Regions from separate parts of the Sus scrofa genome. Here regions 2 and 3 are each linked to region 1. A link is a contact called in public promoter capture Hi-C data. All regions are on one chromosome and are shown on one strand. Each heading gives the region's core, a stretch centred on a gene start, on an enhancer-like site or on the middle of the called end of the contact. The rest is flanking DNA. Distances are from core to core; before and after follow the strand shown.

The links. Promoter capture Hi-C pulls out the DNA fragments that hold promoters and counts their contacts.
Region 2: a contact with region 1 is called in a promoter capture Hi-C map of fetal liver, with 2.9 times the contacts expected there. The contact joins the promoter of PSMG1 here to the promoter of BRWD1 in region 1. A contact is called at or near these places in 2 of 5 promoter capture datasets (fetal liver and liver) and 2 of 47 Hi-C or Micro-C datasets (heart right ventricle and liver).
Region 3: a contact with region 1 is called in a promoter capture Hi-C map of fetal liver, with 3 times the contacts expected there. The contact joins the promoter of WRB here to the promoter of BRWD1 in region 1. A contact is called at or near these places in 3 of 5 promoter capture datasets (fetal liver, fetal skeletal muscle and liver), 15 of 47 Hi-C or Micro-C datasets (adipocytes, alveolar macrophages, embryonic fibroblasts and 9 more) and 2 of 2 datasets of contacts at active chromatin or transcription factors (alveolar macrophages and skeletal muscle).

What each region holds. Positions count from the first base shown.
Region 1 is chr13:202,894,982-202,897,927 of Sscrofa11.1, reverse strand. BRWD1 (bromodomain and WD repeat-containing protein 1) reads left to right here and starts at 1,383. Exons shown (of 42, transcript XM_021070988.1): 1 at 1,383-1,573; 2 at 1,675-1,733; 3 at 1,873-1,902; 4 at 2,079-2,138. The coding sequence starts at 1,525.
Region 2 is chr13:202,774,060-202,777,005 of Sscrofa11.1, reverse strand. It overlaps PSMG1 (proteasome assembly chaperone 1), which reads left to right and starts at 1,407. Exons shown (of 7, transcript NM_001244457.1): 1 at 1,407-1,582; 2 at 2,795-2,901. The coding sequence starts at 1,449. BRWD1 (bromodomain and WD repeat-containing protein 1) reads left to right here. Exons shown (of 42, transcript XM_021070988.1): 42 at 1-966.
Region 3 is chr13:202,961,283-202,964,228 of Sscrofa11.1, reverse strand. WRB (tryptophan rich basic protein) reads right to left here and starts at 1,539. Exons shown (of 5, transcript NM_001244308.1): 1 at 1,388-1,539. The coding sequence starts at 1,489.

The sequences.
Region 1 (2,946 bases), core at 134-2,633:
AAAAACTTTGGCTATGTGGTGTAAATAATTAAAAACTGGCAGGTATATGGCGCTTATGTACCCTAAGAACACTTATTAACCCATTATGGTCCCCCTATGAAGTGGGCACACATACTATCTACAGCTTACAGGTGAGGAAAATAGAAGCTCAGAGGTTGTGACGTGCTCAAAGTCACACTTTCAGCGGGTAAAGGCCCAGGGTTAGTCCCAACCCAGAGTCTGATCTGAACCCAAATGTTTCATCTCTTGAAGCTCTGGAGGTTATCAGACTGCCTAGGAACTGGAATTACAACGTCTGCTCCATAGGGCCCGGTTTTGCTCCCTGCTGTGCTTTAGGGCTCAGAATAGGGCAAACCGGGTACGTTGGCCGAAGGAATGTGGTTAGATTAGAAGCCCGCCACGGGCATTAAGGGAATTTTGGGGGACCCTGGTCCACTGCTCCAACCTCAAGTCCTACGACTGTTTCCCAAGAGAATCCCACTTGCCCACGGCTCCCCGCGGGCGTCCCCCGAGAGGTGGCCGCTGCGTGTCTGCACTGCCCGCTTCCTCCCACCCTCCTCGCCCGGCTAGGTCGTCGCCGGCCCTGGGCTGCTCCCTCCTAGCCAGGTTTACATCCTCTGCGATGCACTGCGTTTTCTTTGACCCTTTCTCGGGGGCTGCGGGCTCCGGCAGGACTGCGGCTCTGTCCCACGGCTCTCCTTCCCCCGCATGCGGCAACCCGGCTCTGCCCTCCGAGCCAGAGAGTCAGCGTCCGCGGACCCCTGGCCTCCCCATCCCGCGGCGTTCCTCACTCCTCCTCCCCTCCCGGCGGAAAGCTTCTCGGCCCGGCGTTCTCATCTGGGTGGCACGATCTCGGTTTTAAGGGTGTTCCGTCCTCGAAGCGAACCATCTTTCCCGGGGGGCAGACACACTGGCCCCGGATGAGCGTCCGTGAGTGTCCCTTCCGAGAGCCCGAAGCGGGCGACCCCGCCGCACCCGCTGCGGGTCCTGGGCCCCTGACGTCCCGGATGGAGACGCTGGGTTCCGGCCGGGGGAGCGAGGACCTGTCCCCGTCCCTGCCCCCACCGCGGCCCCCGCCCGACCTCCGCCCCCGGCGCCCGCCCCGCCGCGCAGCCGGGCCGCCGCCTCACAATGGCCGGGAGCCGCTTCACCGCGCGCAGGGATCCCGGCCACGCGCGCGCCCCTCCCCCACCGGCCGCCCGAGCCGGGCCCGGCCCCCAGCGCACACAGTGTCCTCTCTGCGCCCCCCGAGGGAGAGGAGAGGGAGGCGAGGCTCGCCCTTCCTGGCGGGGTCGGACCGTCGTTCGTCCGGTGGCACGGGCGGCGCCCACAGAGGGACTACTTTCTCTCCCCTGGAGGCACTACTTCGCGGAGGCGTCGGCGCTGGCGGCGCGCACGGCATGGCGGCGGCGGCGGCGGCGGCAGCGGCGGCGCGCCTGAGGTAGAGGAACGCCGGCCCGGTCAGGCCTCGGCGCGGCCTACACGCTTCGCTCGCCCGCTCCCGCCCCGGCCCCGCGCCCGGCCATGGCGGAGCCCTCGCCCGCCCGACGCCCGGTGCCCCTCATCGAGTCGGGTAAGACGCGCCGCCCGCGCCCTCCCCGCGGCGCCCCCGCCCCGGCCCCCTCCCCGCCACCCTCCCGCCCGCGCCTGACCCGACTCCCCGTCTCCCCGCAGAGCTGTACTTCCTCATCGCCCGGTACCTATCGGCCGGCCCGTGTCGGAGAGCCGCCCAGGTGAGTGCGGGCCCGCGGGCGGCGGCGGCCGCGCCCCGGGGGTCCCGGCCCCGCCGCCGCCTGGGGTCTCGGGAGGAGGGCGCCGGGCGGACCGGGGTGCGGCCCCCGCCCCCCTAACTGCGCGTCTCGTCGGCTGCAGGTGCTGGTGCAGGAGCTGGAGCAGTACCAGGTCTGTGCTTCGCGGCCTCGCCCACGCCCGTCCCGCCGCGTCCCCTGCGTCCCCTCCCGGCCCTGCCTGGGGCCGCTCGTCCGGCTCCCCGCCCCGCGTCCCCGCCGCCCCCCACCCCGTTGCGCCCCGCCACCCCCCGCTCGGTGGTCACTCGTGTGCATCTTGGGTCTTTGCAGCTGCTGCCGAAGAGGTTGGATTGGGAGGGCAACGAGCACAACAGGAGCTACGAGGAATTGGTGAGACTTTTGACATTTCCATCCCGGTGTTTCCGAGCACCCGCCCCCCGCCCCCTTTTCGGGGCTCCCGCCGGAGGGGCGAAGTGACCGAGCCGCGCGCGGAGGGGGCGGCCAGGCGGCCGAGGCATCCCTGGGACAGCGGGACCGCCTCCCGTAGGCTTTGTTTTGCTTTGGGGAGGCCGGGTTTGTTTGGGTAGGAAACGGCCCTGGGGGGCGGCCGGGTGGAGGTGGGGGCGACCTGCGCCGCGGTTTGTGGCGGGGTGGGTCCCCAGGTGCGGCTGCCTATGGTGAGAGCCGGGGGCTCGCCAGCCATTCAGCGAGCTGCTCTCAGCCGTGTTTGTCCTGAACCCGACTTGTAACTCGACCTTTGATTGGTCTTCCTCCTTTTGCCCCGCCCAGATCTTCCAACCACTTGTTCCCTAGGAATAGAAGCGTTGGTGTTTGAAAGGTGGAGGAAGGTTCCTCTCTAGCTTTTGGTTTATTTTGTTTTTTTCTTTTTTCCTCCGCGGAGTAATAAAAACCCTGCTGCTTTGAGACTGTGCCACTCCTGCAATACTTTCGCCGTTCTAAACTGTGTTACACTTGTTGAATGCCTTGGGAAATTTTGATAAACTTTTATAATGCTCTTGCTGTGCATAACTTAATATAGGCTCTAACTATGTAGTTTCTCTTTCTGGAGCACCGTTAACGGAGATTGCAGTTCTCTTTTCATTGTACTTGCTCGTCTTTTTTAGTTACTCTCACTATATATGCTTTTGTTTTATTCACTCATTTGTCCTTGGTGGAATAAAACCTTTTTAGGAGAGTA
Region 2 (2,946 bases), core at 158-2,657, 120 kb after region 1:
ATGAAATAAGCATTTGTTTAAAATTTAACATCCTTGCAAAACTCTCTGAAATGTATGCAGAATTTTAATCATGGTTAAATGTGCTGTCATTATTCTAGTTATCATTTTTGTCAGCTTTCCAGAAATGATTACTTCGTAATGTAACGAAATCCAGTTGAGGCTAAAAAGGAAGTTATTTTATTCCACAAAAGGACTAAGACAAAGTAATACCCAAACTTTTATTCTGCAATTCATTCTATAAAGTCAAATAACCCAGGAGTGTTAATGCAGTTTTAAAATATTGCACAGATAATCTTGCATATTCTAGCTCACTGACTATACCCAAAATTTCCTATTCCTACTAGATAGCAGTTTGGTCTTACTATTTATACTTAGGTGTTCAAATCTTGCCTCACAACTGAAAATACTATTTTGCAGTAAGGTGTAAATCGCTAACCACTGGCTTTATGTAAATGCTTTTGTTGATCATTGTTTCTCCACATCTTAAAAAGAGATGTTTCTAAGCAACATACTTCTGATATTTTTTCATCTCGAGGCTGCCCTCACCCCAAATTAGTACTTAACTTTGTGACTCTTTACTGGCAAGTTTCCAGAATGTAAGCAATGCCCTCTAGTTTCAGCACTAGATAAATGGTGTTTTTTTTTGTTGTTGTTGCAATATTGTATTTTTTCATTTTCATTTAAACTGTGGTACAGTGTCCCTTTTTTTCTTCTGCTTGGACTAGTGCTCCGTGAACTGTTTTCCAGCAAAATTGAGAGAAGAGAACCAGTTCAAAAATAATTACATATCTTGCTTATTAATGAAAGGCTATTTAAAGCGAAAACAAATTTTGTATGAAATAGCCAAGTTTTAGAAATGAAGCAACTATTTTTGCATTCTCATGAAATCTTTTAGATTAGCTCGACAATCATCGGCTTTTGAAATGTGAATTCCTACTGCCAGAGTAAAGGCTCATTTTTACAACACTACGAAGCACTGTATTTCTTCCTGCCCTTCCACCCATCCTCTGTCCGCTGTCCCAAGGAGGCGCCAGGCCAGGGGCCGGCACCTACCTGGGGACAGTCAAGGTTTGAAGCCGGGCGCTTAATAAACCACAGCGCATCCCGTCACTCCTAAGCGAGAAGAAACCGCAGAGCTGCGCAAGGAAAGGCGGTCCGGCTGGCCCGGGTCCCCGGCGCGCTGCCGACTAGGGCGGGGGCGGCCGAGCCCCTCCTCTTCCGCGTGGGTTACCTGCAGGGACAGCGGCCCCGCCCCCCGGCTCGCCTGGCCTTTCTAGCCCGCAGTCGTCCGGTCTCTTGGTGGCTCCGGTTTCCGGGGGCGCGAGCCCCAGGTGGGCCAGGGGGCGTGCCCGCAGCCAGGGGCGGGGCGTGGGCGTGGCCCGCGCAGCGCGCATGCGCGGGGCGCATGCGCTGCCTTGTGGCGCCGCAAGCCGGCCGGGAGGGAGATCATGGCGGCCACGTTCTTCGGCGAGGTGGTGAAGGCGCCTTGCCGAGCCGGGACGGAGGATGAGGAGGAGGAAGAAGAGGGGAGGAGGGAGACGCCCGAGGACAGGGAGGTCCGGCGACAGCTGGCACGAAAGAGGTGAGGTGCTGGGCGCGCCGTCGCAGACGCGGGCCGGGCGGGCGCAGGAGCCGGGGCGGCGCGCAGGCCGCAGGTTGCGGCGGGTCCCGGCGGGTCCGGCCGCGCCAGCTGCGGGTGGGCCTGCGGCGGGCTCTCGCGTTCTTTAAAGGCCTCCTTTAGCAGTGATGCGGCGCGTTTCCTGCGGGCTTGTTAGGTTTTCCAGGGTTGCAGGGCAGTCTTCGTGCCCCAGGAGTGTCGTGTGTTTAGTCCACGGACCTAAGACAACTCTTATTAAAAAATTTATCATCTGCTCCACTCCAGTTAGGTAGCAGGATGTGTCAGTACCAGATGGCTCTGTCTTTTTAAAGAAAGTATTATTTCCAAATACACAGTCATTGGAGAGAATAGTAAAACGCTATTTTACGCCCATCCAATCCCATAAGATTGTGCCACAGTTACTTTCTGTCTCACTAGCCCCAGGTGAGTCCCAGTCACCATGGCCTTTCACCTCTGCATTTTACAGAATGCTTCTCCAACGAGCTAGACATCGTACAGATGCTGTCATCATCCGTAATACTTAACAATACTTTTGATTACTATTTAGTAGCCAGTCCACGATCAGGTTTATCCAGTTGTCTTAGATGTGACATTTTACAGTGTTTCTGTAAATCAGAACCCTGACGCAGCCCACACCTTACATTTGGACGTGTTGTCTCTTGAATTTCCTTTCATGTTAGAGCACCTGCCTTCCTTTTTCACGGTTGCTGAGAGGCTGGTTGTCCTCTAGGATGTCTCACGCTCTAGGTTTGTCTCATTGCTTCTTCTTGGTGTCCTTTGTGCAGATGGGTGTATACCCGCTTTGCCTGTTAAGGAAAGTTCTTTCTAGAGGCTTGGTCAATGCTTTGCTGGCGCGAATGCCTCGGAAGTGGTTTTTGCGGTGTCTTACTTCACGCTGTACCCAGTTATCCCACTTTTAGGGATGCTGAGATGGGTTGATCAGCGGGTCACCTGGACAGCCTGATCTGTCTCATACAGTTAGTTCTCTGTGAATGGTTTTACCTATTAATTATTGTTGCACGAATCCACTGTTTCCTTAGGATTGTAATTATTTTCTTTATAAAGTTAAAGTTTGCATTTTTCTTAACACAAAATCATATTTGTTCCCTTTATGTCACACTCTGATACTGAGTATATTTAAATGGCTTTAGTTGTCTCTCTTGTTCCTTGTGTTAGGGAGGTTCGGCTCCTTCGAAGACAGACAAAAACATCTTTGGACGTTTCTCTGCTAGAAAAATATCCTTGCTCCAAGTTCATAATCGCTATAGGAAATAATGCAGTAGGTAAGTGGAGATGCTACATTGTTTTGTTGAAAGAGCAAAGTCTGA
Region 3 (2,946 bases), core at 290-2,789, 66 kb before region 1:
CCTAGGCCGGAACTTCCATATGACGCAAGTATGGAGAGAATGAGAAATAAAGAAGAAAAAAAAACAAAAACAAAAACAAAAAAAAAAGGCACTCAACAGACACCAGTAGAGTAAAACAAAAAAGAAACTCCACCACCACCAATAGCCCTCCACCACCACCAATTTATATCAGAAGAGAAAAGCAGGGAGAACAGCTCCCAGGACATGGCTATAATGTGTGCACCCCATCTTTGAAGTCTCCTCAGACTGTCCCCGCTCCCATTGTGGGCATAAAGATTGTGCCCTTCCCCAGAGGACAGCTCCCCACCTACACACACACACACACACACACCCCTACACCTCCATCAAATGTGCCACCAAACGCCCCCCCCCCATTCTTTTTCCAAAAGGCAGAGGAGCAGACCTAGGAGAATCACAAATCAGGGATGAAATCCGCCCCCTCCAGCAGTCACTAGCTGCAAGACTTAACACAATTAAACAGATTCAGGGAGTTCTCTGATGGACTGGCGGATTGAGGTGCCTGCGTTCTCACCTGTGGCTCCGGTGGCTGCTGTGTGGCTTCGGTTCGATCCCTGACCCAGGAATTCCCACATACTGCCTGTGTGGCAAAAAAGAAAAGAAAAGAAAAATCCACGAGAGCACCTAAAATAAACGTTGCAACTCTCATTTAAAAAAAAAAAAAAAAAAGAAAAGAAAAAAACTAGACGGAGTCAGACTCCTCCTCTGGAACATACAGCAGGACGGGGTGACAATCACAGCAGCTGTGGCACCTACACACGAGGTAACGTACTCGCGATGCGCGAAACGCCCCGCAGAGAGAGCGCTCCCACGTGCCTGCCATTCCTCTGGGTACACAAAACATCACAGAACACTGAGATTCTCTGTCTACACCGTCTCCCACCCTACCCGCCCCAAGAATGCGGGGCTCCTGCACCCTGAGGTCCATCCCCCAGGACCTGGCACAGCTGGCCCTGCACGCGAGAAGGCGAGACTTCCCGAAAGCCCTAGACGCCCTGCTTGCAGGCACTGGGCCCCCAGCAGCCAAGGCTGCCGGATGCCTCCAGGGCCCGGGGGATAACGGAAATGCGCGCGGCTGGCAGAAAGGCACTGAGGACCGCCGCCACGTGAAAACTGACCAAGATCTGCCAGGTGTGTCTTCTTTTCCGCCCCAAGAATCCAGAAATCCGGATCTGGGGGGAAAGCTTTACAGCTTTCAGAGGAGAGCAGCCAACTCGAAAATATCTCAAAACAGAACCGCCCGCCCAAGAAGCCTCTGCAGGCCGAAACCAGCCCTCCGGCGGCCAGCTCGAGACCCCTGTGTCTACACCGGGCTCGCCGAGGGCTTGGGCGGCGACCCCACCGGCCCCTGGAGGGCCAGGCCACTTACGAAGGAGGAGAAGGACGGGAGGAGGATCCTGAGTACATTGCACCCAAACACGAAGCTGAGCACCAGCAGCCACGCCCAGCGGTCGGCCTCCGCCGCGCTCATGTCCTTCGCTCGCGGCGGCGCCAGCCCCGCTACTGCGGCTCCATGGGGACCACGCCGACCGCCGCGCCTGCGCAGTGAGCCCCACGCGCCCCCAGGCGCGACGCCGCACCTGCGCACTGCGCCGCACTCGAGGGGGCGGGGCCGCCTCTTCCTCCGGGTCCTGGTTCGCGTCCGCCTTCGCCTTGGCCTTGGCCTTCCCGGCTTCCGTAGCTGCTCTCACCCTCTCTCCCCCCAACCCCGTGGAACCTGTTTTCCAAATTCTCGCGGTTGCGACGCCAACGTCTTTCTAGTTTTGTTATATCTGCACACCAGCTGTGTTATTATGTAATTAATACTTTCTTTAAATTGCATCATCTTTATTCCTAAATAAATTTATTTTTAAACAAATCTTTTCATAAATAGAAAACTACTGTAATTATAGAGGCAAGTAACCACGAAAAGAAAAAGGTTTTGTAAGCGGTTATTAGTGAGTTGTTAATGTTTACATTTCCAAACCCAACACTAACAAAGCAATTACAAAACTGCATACCTGAAAAATAAGTATTAATTTTAAAGGCACCGTTTACATTTAGCCTGAAATAAAGTAACTTTTACTTTACAGTAAAAGAATCACAATTCACGCTTATGTGTAGTAGATAAAGCAAAAGGTGGTTGGCTCTCTCTTCTACCATGGTTGGCGTCTGAGAACTAAATCCCAATCAAAATGAATTGAGGACCTGGGAGTCTACGATTTTTTTTTTTTTTTTTTTTTTTTTTGCTTTTTAGGGTTGCACCAGCAGCATATGGAGGTTCCCAGGCTGGGAGTCCAATCAGATCTACAGCTGCCGGCCTACCCCACAGCCACAGCAATGTGGGATCCCAGCCACGTCTGTGACCTACACCACAGCTCACAGCAATGCCAGATCCTTAACCCGTTGAGTGAGGCCAGGGATCGAACCTGCAACTTCATAGTTCCTAGTCAGATTCACTTCCACTGTGCCACCAGGAGAACTCCCAAATTTCTGATTAAAGAAAACACGTGAAGCAAAACTACTCAATGACAGTAGACTGAATCATTTCCATGGAAAGGTTTCTTGGCCAGTAGGTGATGTGGAACCGACTGAAACAGAAGACAGTCTTGGAGCCTGCTCCTCTTCCATAGCCTCCTTCGTCCCGCTGGGCTAACCAAAGCTGTAGCCAAACTCCTGGCTCCTGTGCTTGCTAGAGGTTTAGAAGACTTGAAAGTAAAACCACCTGGTGAAAAGCGATGGCAGACCCTCCTGACTCCACTCCCCCACCCCGACTCTGCCTTCAGGCCTGGGGGGAAAGTACAGCCAGCTCCCCACCCCTGCCTCACCCCACCACAGTACACATCCCCCAGGAGAAGGAGCATGGATTCCTAGTGAGGCAAAAATTTGACAAAAACCCTGGGTATTCGCCTTGACTGCGCAGCAGTGGGGGAGATGACCAGCAGCAAG